Linked DNA regions of Mus musculus: region 2 is linked to region 1. The links are chromatin contacts, called in public Hi-C maps. All regions are on one chromosome and are shown on one strand. Each heading gives the region's core, a stretch centred on a gene start, on an enhancer-like site or on the middle of the called end of the contact. The rest is flanking DNA. Distances are from core to core; before and after follow the strand shown.

What was found. A called contact is a pair of places that touch in the nucleus more often than the background predicts.
Region 2: a Hi-C map of uterus shows a contact between it and region 1, with 3 times the contacts expected there. The contact joins two enhancer-like sites. A contact is called at or near these places in 3 of 484 Hi-C or Micro-C datasets (bone marrow-derived macrophages, nephron progenitors and uterus).

What each region holds. Positions count from the first base shown.
Region 1 is chr10:56,467,723-56,474,385 of GRCm38.p6, forward strand. All of the region lies in intron 4 of Gm36595 (predicted gene, 36595), which reads left to right. Among named protein-coding and RNA genes, the nearest start is that of Gm36595, 39 kb to the left of the region's middle. Within about 2 kb of position 1,454, at least 107 of the 459 cell types and tissues checked have an H3K27ac peak or open chromatin away from gene starts, as enhancers often do. A contact at or near this core is called in uterus, where this site is marked.
Region 2 is chr10:56,939,643-56,946,863 of GRCm38.p6, forward strand. No RefSeq gene overlaps it. Among named protein-coding and RNA genes, the nearest start is that of Gm36769, 7.9 kb to the left of the region's middle. Within about 2 kb of position 3,354, at least 7 of the 459 cell types and tissues checked have an H3K27ac peak or open chromatin away from gene starts, as enhancers often do. A contact at or near this core is called in uterus, where this site is marked.

The DNA.
Region 1 (6,663 bases), core at 204-2,703:
AGCCCTCTGTCAGATGTAGGGTTGGTGAAGAGCCTTCCCCAATCTGAGGGTTGCCTAATTGTCCTATGTGACAGTGTCCTTTGCTTTACAAAAGCTTTGCAGTTTCATGAGGACCCATTTATCAATTGTTGATCTGAGAGCCTGAGCCACAGGTATAAACCACCACAATGTCTTCAAGTACATTTTTGTTTGTTTGTTTTGAGACAGGATCTTACTATGCAACAGAGGTTGGCTTGGAACTTGGCATATAGACAAAGGTAGCTTTGAACTCAGAGATCTATTTTCCAAGTACTGACATTAAAGGTTGTGCTGCCAGGCCTGGCCCAAGTACATTTTTTTTAATCAATTTTCTGCTCTGATTCTCAGCTGAAATATTATGTACCCGGTAAAAATGTGACAAGATATGAGCAACAAACTTCATGTGTTTTATTTAGCATATTCAAAACAGTTTGAACTAAATATAGGTAATTTGAATCTTCTGTGATTTGGTGTCAAACAGATCTCAAAAGATCACTAAGACTAGAGCTGACTAAGCTTTGTGAACAAGAGAAATAACTCAGCAGTAAAAAGTATTTCTTACTCTTATAATAGACCAGGTTAGGGTTCCCAGCACAACATAGCAGCTCATAACCATATATACCTCCAGTTCCAGGAGCTTGGACATGCATGATCTCCTGGACTCACACACATATACTCAAATATATATACCAAAAAATAAAATGTAATTAAAAAAAGAAGCAAACATGCTTATGCTTTATTTGATAAGTATATAATTGTTATCTTGGGTCTTGGTAAAAAGGTAATATAGTGCAGGAATTAACCAAATTCTTACTTTTCTCATTAAAACTGAGAAAGTTTGCTTTGCAAATTCTCCAGTTGTCATATTGGTTACTTTGAGCTTTTTAACTGACCTAAAGTCGGATGTGTGGAAGTGTCAGGCCAGCTTTCCTGGGTGTGATCCAACCGTCTGCCTAGAGACATAACTATGACACATTCCTCAAAGCCTAGCTTGCTGGCTCAATCATACAGGCTTTGAGTTTAAATCCGGAAAGTAAAGAAAACGGGAGATAGTGATCAGCAACAGGCTGGGATGAGCTGGTCTGTGTAAGCGTTGGATTGGCAGAGCAGGAAAATCAAGAAGTGCCATCAAAATACACGGTGTGTCTTGTTTCTGACCCCAGTAATTTAGGTTGGTTGCTAAACAAAATAAATGCAGCTTCTCTCATGTTCAAAGCACTTCCTCAAAGAAAACAAAGTTAAGTGCCTAATACCAGGCTGATTCTCAGTTTGCAGATGAAGAAGCTGATGAGAGAGAGTCTAAATGCCCTGGTGGAGCTTAGACAAAGCTGGGGGTTACAAAGAAAGTCCGGGTCTTGTCCCAACAGGGTCACTATCCTGCAACCTTCTAGCCTGTCCCCGTGAATCAGCAAGAATGCTGGCAGTCTGGATGCCACATGGAAGGAAGCAAGCCTGGAATCTCCAGTCTAGGATTTTTGGCTCAGCGGGGGCTGCACACAGGCTAGCTGAAATCCGGCTTCAGGTTAACACAGAAGGAAAGGCGTAAAACCCGGACAACAGAGATAGGCTGCTCATAACGTTCCCGGTACCGCTCCGGAAAATTCAAAACAAAGTTGTATCAAAACAAAGTTGTAAAAGGAAAGACGATCATTTTGGAGCCTTGCTCAGGAATTCCAGGCTTTCCGTTCTGCACTCTCCTCCTCGCAAGGAAAGCCGTCATTTCTGAAAAAATATACCCAGTTTTAGGAAGGCTATTCCGAGAGGCAGACAGCTTTCTGAGGAGATCATTTGAACATCTGGGTTTTTTCCATTCTGTTTTGCTACTAATTTGCAATATGGTAATGAAAGAGCCTTGGGAGAAAACACATTGAGAGAAAAATTGTGCCTCAAAAATTATATATCTTTGTTTTTATTTGTTTTTGTCCCCTCCCCCTTTAAATATACTAGACAGTTTACAGTAGTTTGGCCACAGAGATATTTCTGTGACTGGAATTTTTGCCGTTATGATCAGGCCCACAAGTTTGGTTGCATTCCAACTCTTTAGCTTCACATCCTCTTAGCTTCTCGATCCATACATTAACAGAAGTGAAATAAATTACTAGATAAGGCATTTCCAAAGCAATGCAGAGCACATACCATATAAATATCAATTACCTTGACTGTTGAGAATAATATCCATTAGGGAATCCATAGATATTACTATTTCCTGCCTAACAATGCTTTTTAAACAAACAAACAAGCAAATAAAAACGGAGGAAAGATGTCTATGGAAGACAAGAGGAGTTTGTTCCCGTGTGCCACTTTTCAAAGTTAACTGGAGGCTGTTAGAAGCCAGCATGTTTAAACCAGTGTGGTGCCATCTTATGAAACAGGGGTTTAGACAAGTCATGTCATAGTCTCCCTTTCCACGTTCACACCCAGAGTGAGGCTGCCTTCTCCAAGTGGGATGACAGAGGCAGATGAGAAATACTCCTGCTTGTAAGAATTGCCATCTGTCATTGTGAGAGGTTCATTTCCTTATCTTTCTATTTAGACAAGCTGACTGGAAGCTGAGCGGGGTCTCACCTGGACAAAAGCCTTCTTGGACAGACTAACTTTGCAGAGGTTGCACATAGAGCAGTAACCTCCTTCCCAGAGACTAGAAGGAAGACGAGCTACTGTTGCTTCTGCTGCTGGCCATCTTTGGGTTGCCTACGATATCATTCCGTATGTTCTACTTGTTGATGAATAGCAAACTTGTGATAACACGGAGAGGGGAGCAGAAGAAATGGCTTAATTGGTAAAGAGTTTGCTATAAAAGCATGGGATGGGGGTGGGGTGGGGGGCTGGGTTCAAGGTCTAGCCTCTAAAGCCAGGCTCCTGTTTGAGCCGTAATCACATTTCAGGGATGATAAGACAGGAAGTTCCCTGGCGTTTTTCTATTCAGGTAATCCAACTGCATCGGGGAGTTCCGGACTCACTGAGAGAACCTATCTCCAAAAATCAGATGGAGATGATCAAGGACAATCTGCTACTCTTCACTTTCTGATCTAGAAATAAGAATTATGAAAAAATATTTCAATGGATATTCCTGTCAAGATGACCATCACAGAGATGCTGTCCAGTTACAAAGTGTTTGCCTAACATAGCCAAGGCCTTGGGGTCCATCCCCAGAATCACTAAAATGGAAATGCAAGCAAGCAAACAAAAGTCAATGTGGTAGATCTAATATCTACCTTGAGAGGATGTGACAGTTTTTCTTCTCAAATTGCCTTTAACCCAGTGATTCTCAATTTTCCTAAAACTGTAACCCTTTAATACAGTCCCTAATGCTTACAGTTCCTAAAGCTGTGGTGTTCTCCAACCATAAAATTATTTCATTGCTACTTCATGACTGTAATCTTGCTACAGTGATGCATAGTAATGTAAATATCTGTGTTTTCTGATGGTCTTAGGAGAACCCTGTGGAAAGGTCTTTCAGATCTACTAAAGGGTGGGGACCCATAGGTTGTGAACCACTGTGTAGAGGGTAGAATGTCCTGATTTGCTCAAAACCCAAGTTTTAGTTGAATACAGTTGTACGTGCCGTGTAAGCCCAGCATTCGGGAGGCTGATCCAGAAGCTTCTCCAGTTCAAGGCCCCCCCCCCCCCCCCGCAACACACACACGCCACGCCCCACCCTGGGTGCTTAGTGGAACTCTGTCTCAATGTCAACCAAAACAAACAAGCAACACAGCCACATTTTAAATAGCACTTTGTACGTGAATAATCATATAAATAAAATGGAAAACCAGGAGTGGCAGCATCCCAGCACTTGAGAAGTGGAGCCCAGAGGACCAGAGTTCAAAGTCATCCTTACTTACATAGCAAGTTCAGGGCCAGCCTGGGCTTCATGTCACCAGTGAACACATACACTTTAAGTCATGATCGACACAAGCATTTGAAGCAGTGGAATGGATTTCATTCATATTTGCTGAGCAGATTCACGGATGCTTCTTTCCATATGCTTCCTTGTTAAGTGTCACCACATTTGCTAAAATGCTCGCAATGAGGTGTTTAAATGCTGGCTTCTGTCATGGGACTTTAAGTTTTTAGAGAGTAGATGACTTTCCTGCCTTCTTTTCTGTGTTTTTTTTATTAACTTTTACTTGGTAAATTCCAAACAAGTAGTTGTGAAATTTAATTTATATGTTGAATTTCTTCCCCTAAATTCGGTAGCATCTAAAACTAATTAAAACATCTTCAATATTAATCCTTTGAGTTTATATAGTATTCTTAAGCAATTCATCATTGTGATTATCTTGTCTTATTATATGCTTGTAATTTTCATATGTGGCGTTGACTTTCTAATATAATATTTATTATTTGTGAATTTCATATATATATCATACATATGGTGACTGGATATATTCCCTCTTTCCTCTTTAGGTCTCCAATTCTTCCTAGACTTGCCTGTCCACTTCTCTTCCCCGTTCATGTCTTCTCCCTCCTCTTCCTCCTCCTCCTTCTGTTTCATCTAATTTGTGCTGCCCATAAGTGCATAGGTTTGTGAGACCATGCACTCACTGACTGTAAGTGTATAGGTCTGTGGGTTCGTGCATTCAAGCATAGTACACCTATCAAGGGATGCACACCCTGAGGAAAGCTGGCTCTTTCCCATCCAGTAGGGGTAGAGTCTTGAAAGCCCCTCATTCATCTAGGTTGGAATGCTGACTGTCTTGAACTGATGTCCATCTTGTACAGGCAACCACAGCTGCTGTGAGCTCATGAATGTCATGGACTTCTGTGTCTAGAAGACGCAGCTTGATCACAGTTCTTCCTGAACTTTGACTCTTACAATCTTTTCACTTCTTTTGTGAAGTTGCTTGAGCTTTGTGAGGAGAAGGTGTGATATAGTTATCCTATTAATGGCTGATCACTCCATAGATGCATCCTCTGTACCAGCTGTGAGTCTCTGTACAAAGAAGCTTCTCTGATGGGGAAAAAGAACTACACAAATCTCAGTATAAAGACAAGTATTTGACGACAATTTGTTACTATGTCCATTGGGCACAGCAATAGTATTACATTATCCCACAGAGCTTATGAGTCATGGCTCCTGGGCCATATCTACAGCACCAGGAATGAAATTTGTCTTCTGTGAAATAAGCAATAAATCGACTAAAAAGATGGTTGGTTACCCTCAAAACATCTATGCCACTACAGCACCAGTGGCCATACTTGCTAGGGTAGTTGTTTCTGTAGGTTACAGTCTTCAGAGGTTGTTAAGACAGTTGGTGACTTATCCCCATAGCAATTTTCATCACACCTTCAGGTAATACAAAAACTAAAAGAGATGTATTCCTTTCCTGTTGAGCTATAAAATTAAAACAGAGAAGGCGTAAGAAGTGTTTTAAAGATCATTAGTGATAGAGAGTGAGGTAGACATTAGATGAGAGGTCCTGGAATCCTTTTTCGATAATATATACAAAGCCTTTGAGTTGGCATTTATTAAAATGCATTTAGATTGTTTTTGTTCCCTAGTATACAAACTAGTATGTAGCAGTTATGCTTTTGAATAATATCTCTGATAATTGATGTTTTGCTTGTAAAATAGTACAATAAAATGTACTCAGGTAGAGGGGCTGTGGACCACAGCTGCCTTTTATATCCAGGGCTCAAAAGTTCATTGCACAATAACACTAAGTTCAGCAGGAGAAAAGACGACCAAAAGGAATGGCATTGTTGTCCTGCATTTATTTCTTGAATTTAAAAATTTTGTCTAAAAAAAAAAAACAAACCAACAAAAACCTTGTATTGGTTCCATTAAAAGTTTATACCTTTGGAACAGGTAGAAAGGGATTCTGAAGCTGGGCGTGGTAAAGCATGACCACAGTCAGCATGATCGAGTGGAGAGATACACGAATTCAAGGTCATCCTTAGCAACATTGGAAGCCAGTCTGGGATACATGAGATTCTGTGTCAAAAGCTAGGGGGAAAAAAAAGGCAGGGGTAGAGGTATAGGCTAATATTATATATAATGGATCATAGTGACCATGACGGGTGAAAGAGAAATTAAATATTTTTATTACAAGTGCAAAATAGCTTTTTTTTTTTTTTTTTTTTTTTTTTTTTTTTTTTTTTTTGTATTTTCAAGACAAGGTTCTAATACATAGACTTGGCTGCCCTAGAATTTACTACATAGATGATACTGGCCTAGAACTCACCTGTCTCTGCCTCCTGGGTTCTGGGATTAAAGGTATATGCCACAGTGCTTAGCAATTGCTTAATTTTTTTTTTAAAGAAGTGATTATAAAGATTGGACTGGTTATCATTTGCTTCTGTGGTGTCCAGCTTTTCCTGGTAGAGTACGATGTTGCTTTGTATCTAGAGTCTGAACTTGCTTTAGTTATTAACGGAGTAGTTATAGGTCCTCCATTAAGAGTGCCAGCCTGTTCTCAGGATGGTATCAAATTAACCCAAGTACCTCCCAAAGGGGCAGGTACTCTAATCTCAATTAGAACTATATCAAATTAACTCCTTCAATACCTAAGGCAACAGTGGGAAGTGAGTGGTACTCTAATCTCAATTTGAGGAGAAGCTGAAGCACAGCAATTACAAAATCTATGAAGAATTCCACATGTAGTAAAGAATACTGCTAAAAACAGAGGTGTCACTAGCTGTCAT
Region 2 (7,221 bases), core at 2,104-4,603, 470 kb after region 1:
GGACAAAGCAAGGTGGCAATACACGGATGGGATAGAACCACACCAGACCAGCACTGTAAGTTAGTAAGTTAGACAGCAGGACTCAGCACATGTTGAGCATCCTACCCACGGGATTTGTGGAAACCTGGCCTTTCATGGTCAGTGTATGTTTTCTATAGGGAAGATATGGCGATGACGGACAAGAAGAGATTCAGTTCACTTCTCTATAGTTTCTTTTACTCTATAGCCCCATGTTCTCAGCCTCCTCTTTGTCAAGGTTAATCTGAGGAATAGTTACACTTCAAGGGTTTATAATGGATAGTGAGAATTAATACTAGGAAGTAGATACTGCATATGGTTTGGCTTCTAAATTCTTTAACCTTTCTTGAGTCTAAAAATGCCTTATCTTTACTAGCTTAGCTCTTTTAAAATTTCTGACAAATAGTATTATTAGAAATTAACACTATTTCCGGGTGGTGGCAGCGCACGCCTTTAATCCCAGCACTTGGGAGGTAGAGGCAGGCGGATTTCTGAGTTCGAGGCCAGCCTGGTCTACAGAGTCAGTTCCAGGACAGCCAGGGCTACACAGAGAACCCCTGTCTAGAAAAAAACAAAACAAAAACGAACAAACAAACAAAAAACAAAGAAAGAGAAAGAAATTAACACTATTGATGACTTTGAAGGAATACCTTCTAAATAATTATTGTAGGCTTCTGAAAACACCCTTCTACACACAAGGCAGGTTTCCTCTAGATTTCTCTGTTACATTCAGTTACTTCAGGTGCAAGAGCAGCTATGCTCTTCAGCCACAGCATCCTAGATGGCTTTATTCTTTAGTTCTTACAATGTAACTACAGTAGAATTCAATTTAGCAAGATGCTCTGTGAACCACATTAACTTCCAACTATTCATCTCTAGGCTAAAACTGAGCAACACACGTATTTACAGAAAAGCTGTTTGAAGAAAAACAGCAAAAGAAAGCAATGAGCATAAAAAATCTTCACAGTGGTGTTATTTATAGTAATGTTAGAAATGACCTAATTGCTCAACAAGAAGAAAAAGTTTGGATAGATATCAAAGTAAGTAATGAAATATTATGTACTTGCTAAAGAAATAATTATGAGCATTAGGTAATAACATGACAATGTCTTGGTATAATGCTAATTTAAAATAGAATGTATTACTTCATCATTACAAATTCAGGAAATATGTGACCATGTATAAGTAAGAAGCGAAAACTAAAAATTATAATTATATAAATTGTATTCTTTCTTTTATGTTCCTGTTTTTTAAATTATACTTGTGCTTAATTAAAAAGTAATAAATTTTGAGTAAGAAATAGACAATAGAAGATGGACAAATTATGTGGAGATACAGTTCTAAACATCAAAGGCTAGCCTAAAAATAACTTTAAATTGGCCATTATAAGGAGAGTTCACTCCTAACCACTTCTGCCTGTCAGTTCGTCTGTCTTGAAAAGGGAATGTTAGTGAATTAAAAGTCATAAGCCTGGACAATTGCCTCCACTAAGACAACAACTGGCAATTTATCCTAAGACAGTTTATGCCCTTGAAATAGAATTATCTCAACTTCAAAACCTAGGAGTTAGACTAGACAGTTTTTAGGATTGTTTCTAGTCTTAGGTTCTAAGGTTTTGAGCTTAGGTCTTTATTCAGACCCTATTTAATAAGTATGTCTGCTTTTAGAGCTTGTCTTTTCTGTGATAAGAATAGTGTTAGTTACTATTTATAAAGATTTACCTGGAATTTCTGCTGAAAATGTGAAATTAGATATTAAATAATCATAATGTTTATTAACTGCTAAACATTTTTCCAACTCCCTGTAAATCCTAGAAAGGTCATGTTTGGAAAGTTTATATATATATATATATATATATATATATATATATATATACTTTGTACATATGTACATATACACACATATATATGCATGTATATACACACATACATATATATGTACATATGTATACATATATTGACTTGAAAACTGAAAAACAAGGTTTTCGTTATGAATGATTTTACTCTTTTTAATGTTACCAAAGTCACATCCAAAATTAGTGTTTTAACACACTTATAAGGTTATAGAATTGTTAAATAAAATTTCAATAAAAGTAGAATGAATCAGGTATAAACTTCTAATAAGGAGTAACTTCTAACTCTAACTAGTTAAACATTGGTAAGATGTACAGTGATCCCTAAATTTACATCCGTATATAGAGAAAACTTAGCAAAGTGTTTAAAGGAAACTCCAATAAGAAACCTAAGAATAGGATCTATAAAGCAAAGCATTACATTTTACAATTTCTTCTGCTGCAACACCAAGTAGATTGGTTACAATGAAGCTATAAAGTCAGGTGGCAAAAAGATGGTTGCTTTTTGGCAGTTTCAGTGTCTGGAAGGACACAAATTGCCTCCAAACGGCGACTTTGGCAATTGCTACAAATCAGAAGCTCACAACCAACAGGAAATGAAAACACAGAACACAGTCTGGTAGGTCGCCTGATGTCTCTTTGATCTTGTGCACAACTCCACTTGTGAGTGTCCTGATCATCTCCACTTCACTGAACAGGAACCCTCCTCATAGCCACAGCATGTGGGCTGCTAACTTCAGTCAGGAAAAGCCACCTCTTTCTGATACTTATGTCATTTTGTATAAGAAACTATATCTTCTATAGATTAAACTAATAAAATATCTGATTGGACATGAGTCAAATTGTCATTTGAACACGGATACAATTGAATGAGCTCTACAAGGCTTAGACTTTGTGAAAATTAACTTAATAATTGTATTAAAAGATCTTTCCACAAAGAGCATTCAGAGCACTCTTAAAGACCCACATCCATTTGGTATCCATTGAATATTTATTTGTGCCAGTAGATGAAAAAAATTATAAATCACGGGAGACAGAAATCACAAAATATTTAGCTCTAATAATCCCAAATTTTAAAATTCTATAATGCTTTGGAGTTCTGTTATTGGACGTAAGATGGGAGTCAGATGAAACATACTCTGATCAGAGCATTTACTATTCTAGGTGCTTTATATCTACCTAGTATTTGTGGTATAGAAAAGAAAAACTGAAAAACATGATCAGAGAAGGTGCCTAGGGCACAATTTTCACAAGCCAATAGAATGCCCAGAGGGAAAGACACAGAACCTGGCTCAAGAAACCCTCTCCCTAACCTTTGTTTACCTCTTAAACAAGGAACTCTCCTCCCAGAAAACGAGGACAGACTGACCCAAATAAAGCCTGCTCGAGATATATTTGTTTACAAACCCAGATTTACTAAGTTCTGTCCAGACCCAGACACTGTGCCACGCACAGGATCAGTAATGAATGCCAGAACATCCCACAGCAAGAAAAATTCTCACTTTGGAGCCACTGGACAAAAGTGCTTCTTTTACTTCATCCAGTGTCCAGTCCATCTCTCCCCTTAGAGGTCTGTCTCTGAGGCTTGTGACTTTTAAGCCAAGATAATTGGAACACCATCAAATAAATACTAAATACTGTCAGGGAAAAAACCCAGCAGGGACCTTTAGTGTTTTCTTGCTTCTGAATTTTCTCCATCAAATGCCACACAGTGACATTTACTGAAACTGAAATCGTTGCAAACTAGTTGCTTCTAATTGGAAAAAAATGTTTGAGGCAACTTCGCTGGGAGTGTGGAGGAACCAGAGAGAACTGAGCATAGCCACATTTGTCCTGATGTTAGAATTCATCTTTCTTTTTAATTAAGGGCCAGCTTCTAAGTTGTGTGCCCTTAGGCTTTCTAACTGAACAAAAGCTTAGCTGTGGAAAAGTGGAGAACTCTTCACCTCTGACAAGACTTACCTGGAAGATGTTTGTGCATGGTTCTCTTTGCTTCTCATTTTAACTCCCTCTAGCACACAAACAAATGATTTCATGCACAGGCCTGGCTGACATCAGGCCTCTGAAACCTGGGAGCCACTTTTCAGTTCACTTACTGATAACTATTAACCTCTTGAGTTCTGGGATAGGGTGATTGAGGTTCATGACATCAGTTCTATTCATTCATGATAAAGACAGAATATTTTTGGTATTAATATTTCTTGATTTTCGTTAGAGTTCTTGCTATCACGTCTTATATTGGTTTCCAAGGGGGCAACAATGAGCATGAAAGCAACTTCAGTTTTTAAAAAATAAGTAGTTATTTTGGTAATAGCCTGCAACATAAAACACTGGTCCCTGACAGGTAAATTCCATTGAAGAGTCATATCATCATCAAAGAGGATGCTCTTAGATCCCAGCTCCTTTTGTTTGTTTGTAAGAACTATAACTTCCTCTACAAGGGCTCATTTCTTCTGCAGACCAGAGAGGCTTTGTGAGATGACTCCATATGCTGCTCTGTGGAGGGCAAACCTCTGAGAAACAGGTCCAAAGTAAAATCCTCATGTCATCAGGCTTTATCTTAATGGCACCCTTGAAGTTGGATGCAAAACATACATTTTTATCTGATTCTAATTACATGGAACTCCAAAGTCATTTTGGTAACAGAAACCGTTCTAACCTGTAATTAAATTTGGGATTTTTATTTTCCTTAAGACATAAAAGTTGCTTTGGTAAGGACTTTGAAGTTTAAAATAAAACACAAAAACAGAATGAATCCAACAAAGCCTGGTCAAATGAATGATTTTTATCCATGGTCTAAGCATTAAGCCAAGTTAATTGGGAACGAATATATCTTTAATCATTTTTGGTTATGGTGCAAATTATTTCTACCCCAAATCCCTACTTGACAAAGAATTAGTAAGATTTCGACTTCGATAAAAATCTCCACAATTACAATTCTTAAGGAAATGGCTCTGCACTCCGGATTTCTTCTCTGTCAGTCAATATATCAGAAAAGAAATCTACTCAGCCTCAATCACATGACAAGCAATGATAAGGAATTTTGAAATATTAGAAGTGAGGAAATAATAAAAGGAAGTGTTTGCTAAGTAGTTAAACTTCCCTCACCTATTTATAAAGAACATTTACAGAAGTAGGCACTGAGTTTTGAATTGCTGTACTTCAGGGTGAAGTCATGTGAGCATGCCCACCGGAGCCCTCAGTTTCCTTCTCGTTGCTTTGGTAAGCTCTCATAGACGGTTTTGGAAGTCAGTAACACAGTCTCCTTGGATCACTTCATTTTTAAACTAACCCACAGACATTACACCCCCCAGTCATCAGAGACCTCAAGGCAGTAAGGAAAAGCAGAATGTCGTCATGGGAATGACCACTGCAGGACATTATCACCTACAGTTAAAAAAATGCCAGCACCAGACTTCCTGTGGTACCACCCACCAATTCACACAATTCAGCCAAGCTGACTCATTCATAACTTTGAGACACATCAGAATAAATTAGTGAGTCATTAAAAAGAGAGGGGCAGAAGGTAAAGCAACTCTTAGTACTTCCAAAACAAATATATCCAACAAACAAAACATATCTCTACTGCATAGTGTTTTAAGTAACTTAGTCTATGTATATTGTTTTATGCTTTTATAAAAGGCAGAATTTTCAGAGTCATGGTACATGCAAAGCAGAGGAAACTCTAAAACAAGGCAAGATTCACAGATCTTTATGAGAAAAGAAAAATTGATGGATGGGTTGTGTTATGATTCTCAATAATGAATCATGGGTTTGGGGCATGATGGGATGACGCTTTCAGATCCAATGTGGGCATGTCTGTCTGCCTGGTCAAAACTCTTTGTTGGATGGACTCAAAGACAGCTCTTTGTTTTCCCCTTGTATTGAATGTAGAAGTCTTGCACTATGCACAGTAATTTTTCTCACTTTAGTTAACTGATAGACTGATACAAATCTACTGAAGATCAGTTAATGAGACATTGTATGTAGCTACAAGGTGTTACTGATGGTCCCAAAATACTTATTCAATTGATTGGGATGAAGTAATTAACCAGAAGGTAAATCTCAAATAAGAGTTTATTTATTAACCAGTACTGACTTTAATAATACCAACCATGCCAATAAAATACTTCATTTTGATTTATTCATCTAAAATGTTTCAAAATACTATTTTTTATTTCATAAAATATATTCAATGATCTTGAAGCTTAAGGAGTCTAAGTAAAATACAGATTTTTGAAAGTACGACCCCAGGTTAATTTTACATACCATAGGTCTCTTGTATCTGCTTTCAATGAAGTATGCCACATCTACCCAAAATAACAACTGACACAACTTTCATTTACTCAGCATTGTTTGTCTGTTTTCCTATAGAAATTTCTTCTAAAAGACATGGTAAGCAGAATATAAAGCCCGTCAGAGATGCTCATACCTTAACCCTTATACTTGCAACTGCCCTGACATACGTACAAAGACTTTGCTACTATGGTTAAGGCTTTCATGTGAAGAGATTCAAGATCATCTGCATGAGTCTAATATAATTTTGTCAGCCCTTGAAAGTAAAGAACCAGTTGAGTCCAGAGAGTTATAACCACTTCAAGGGCATTTGCATAATAAGCACGGAGCCTGTCCATGCCAGCTTTGATGGTTTTGTTCAAACACAGGTGGTTTTTAGAAGGGGAAGTTTAGAAAAATAGATTCTCATCAAGAGCCACCAAAGCCTCTTGAATATCTTGATATTAATCTTGAGGCCATTGTACACTTGTAAAATAGTACTTTTTTTTTTTTTTGCTGATTTAAGCATTAAATATGCGGCAATTATTAAGATAAGCCAAACTCTGGGAAATAGCCTTTTTCTTTTTCAATTCTATTTTAAAATTTTATTTATTTACACTCTAGTCATTGACCTCCTCTCAGTTTCCCCTCCCATAGTTCCCATCCCATTCCTCCTCCCCCTTGTCCCAGGAAGGGTGCTCCCCACATCAGGCATCCCCCTTCCCTGAGGCCTCAATTTTCTCGAGGATTGAGTGCATCTTCTCCAACTTAGGCCAGATCAGGCAGACCTCTCATATATACGAACCAGGGGTCTTAGACCCACAATCAGAGTGCTAGATGGATTCTTTTGTTGTCTATTACTATATTGTATCAATGTGAATTTGTGCTACTTTATCTAATCACTGACCAATGTGTAACCAGATAATACATAAATGAAAAACACTAAGGTACATGTCTCTGCTGGACTACATCCTTTCATTTCTTTGGATAACTAGCCTGGATTAGAATTGCTGAGTCACAAGGCAAGTAGATGTTCAGCTTTTAGAAGTTACCAAGTTATTCTGCAGAGGGGTTGT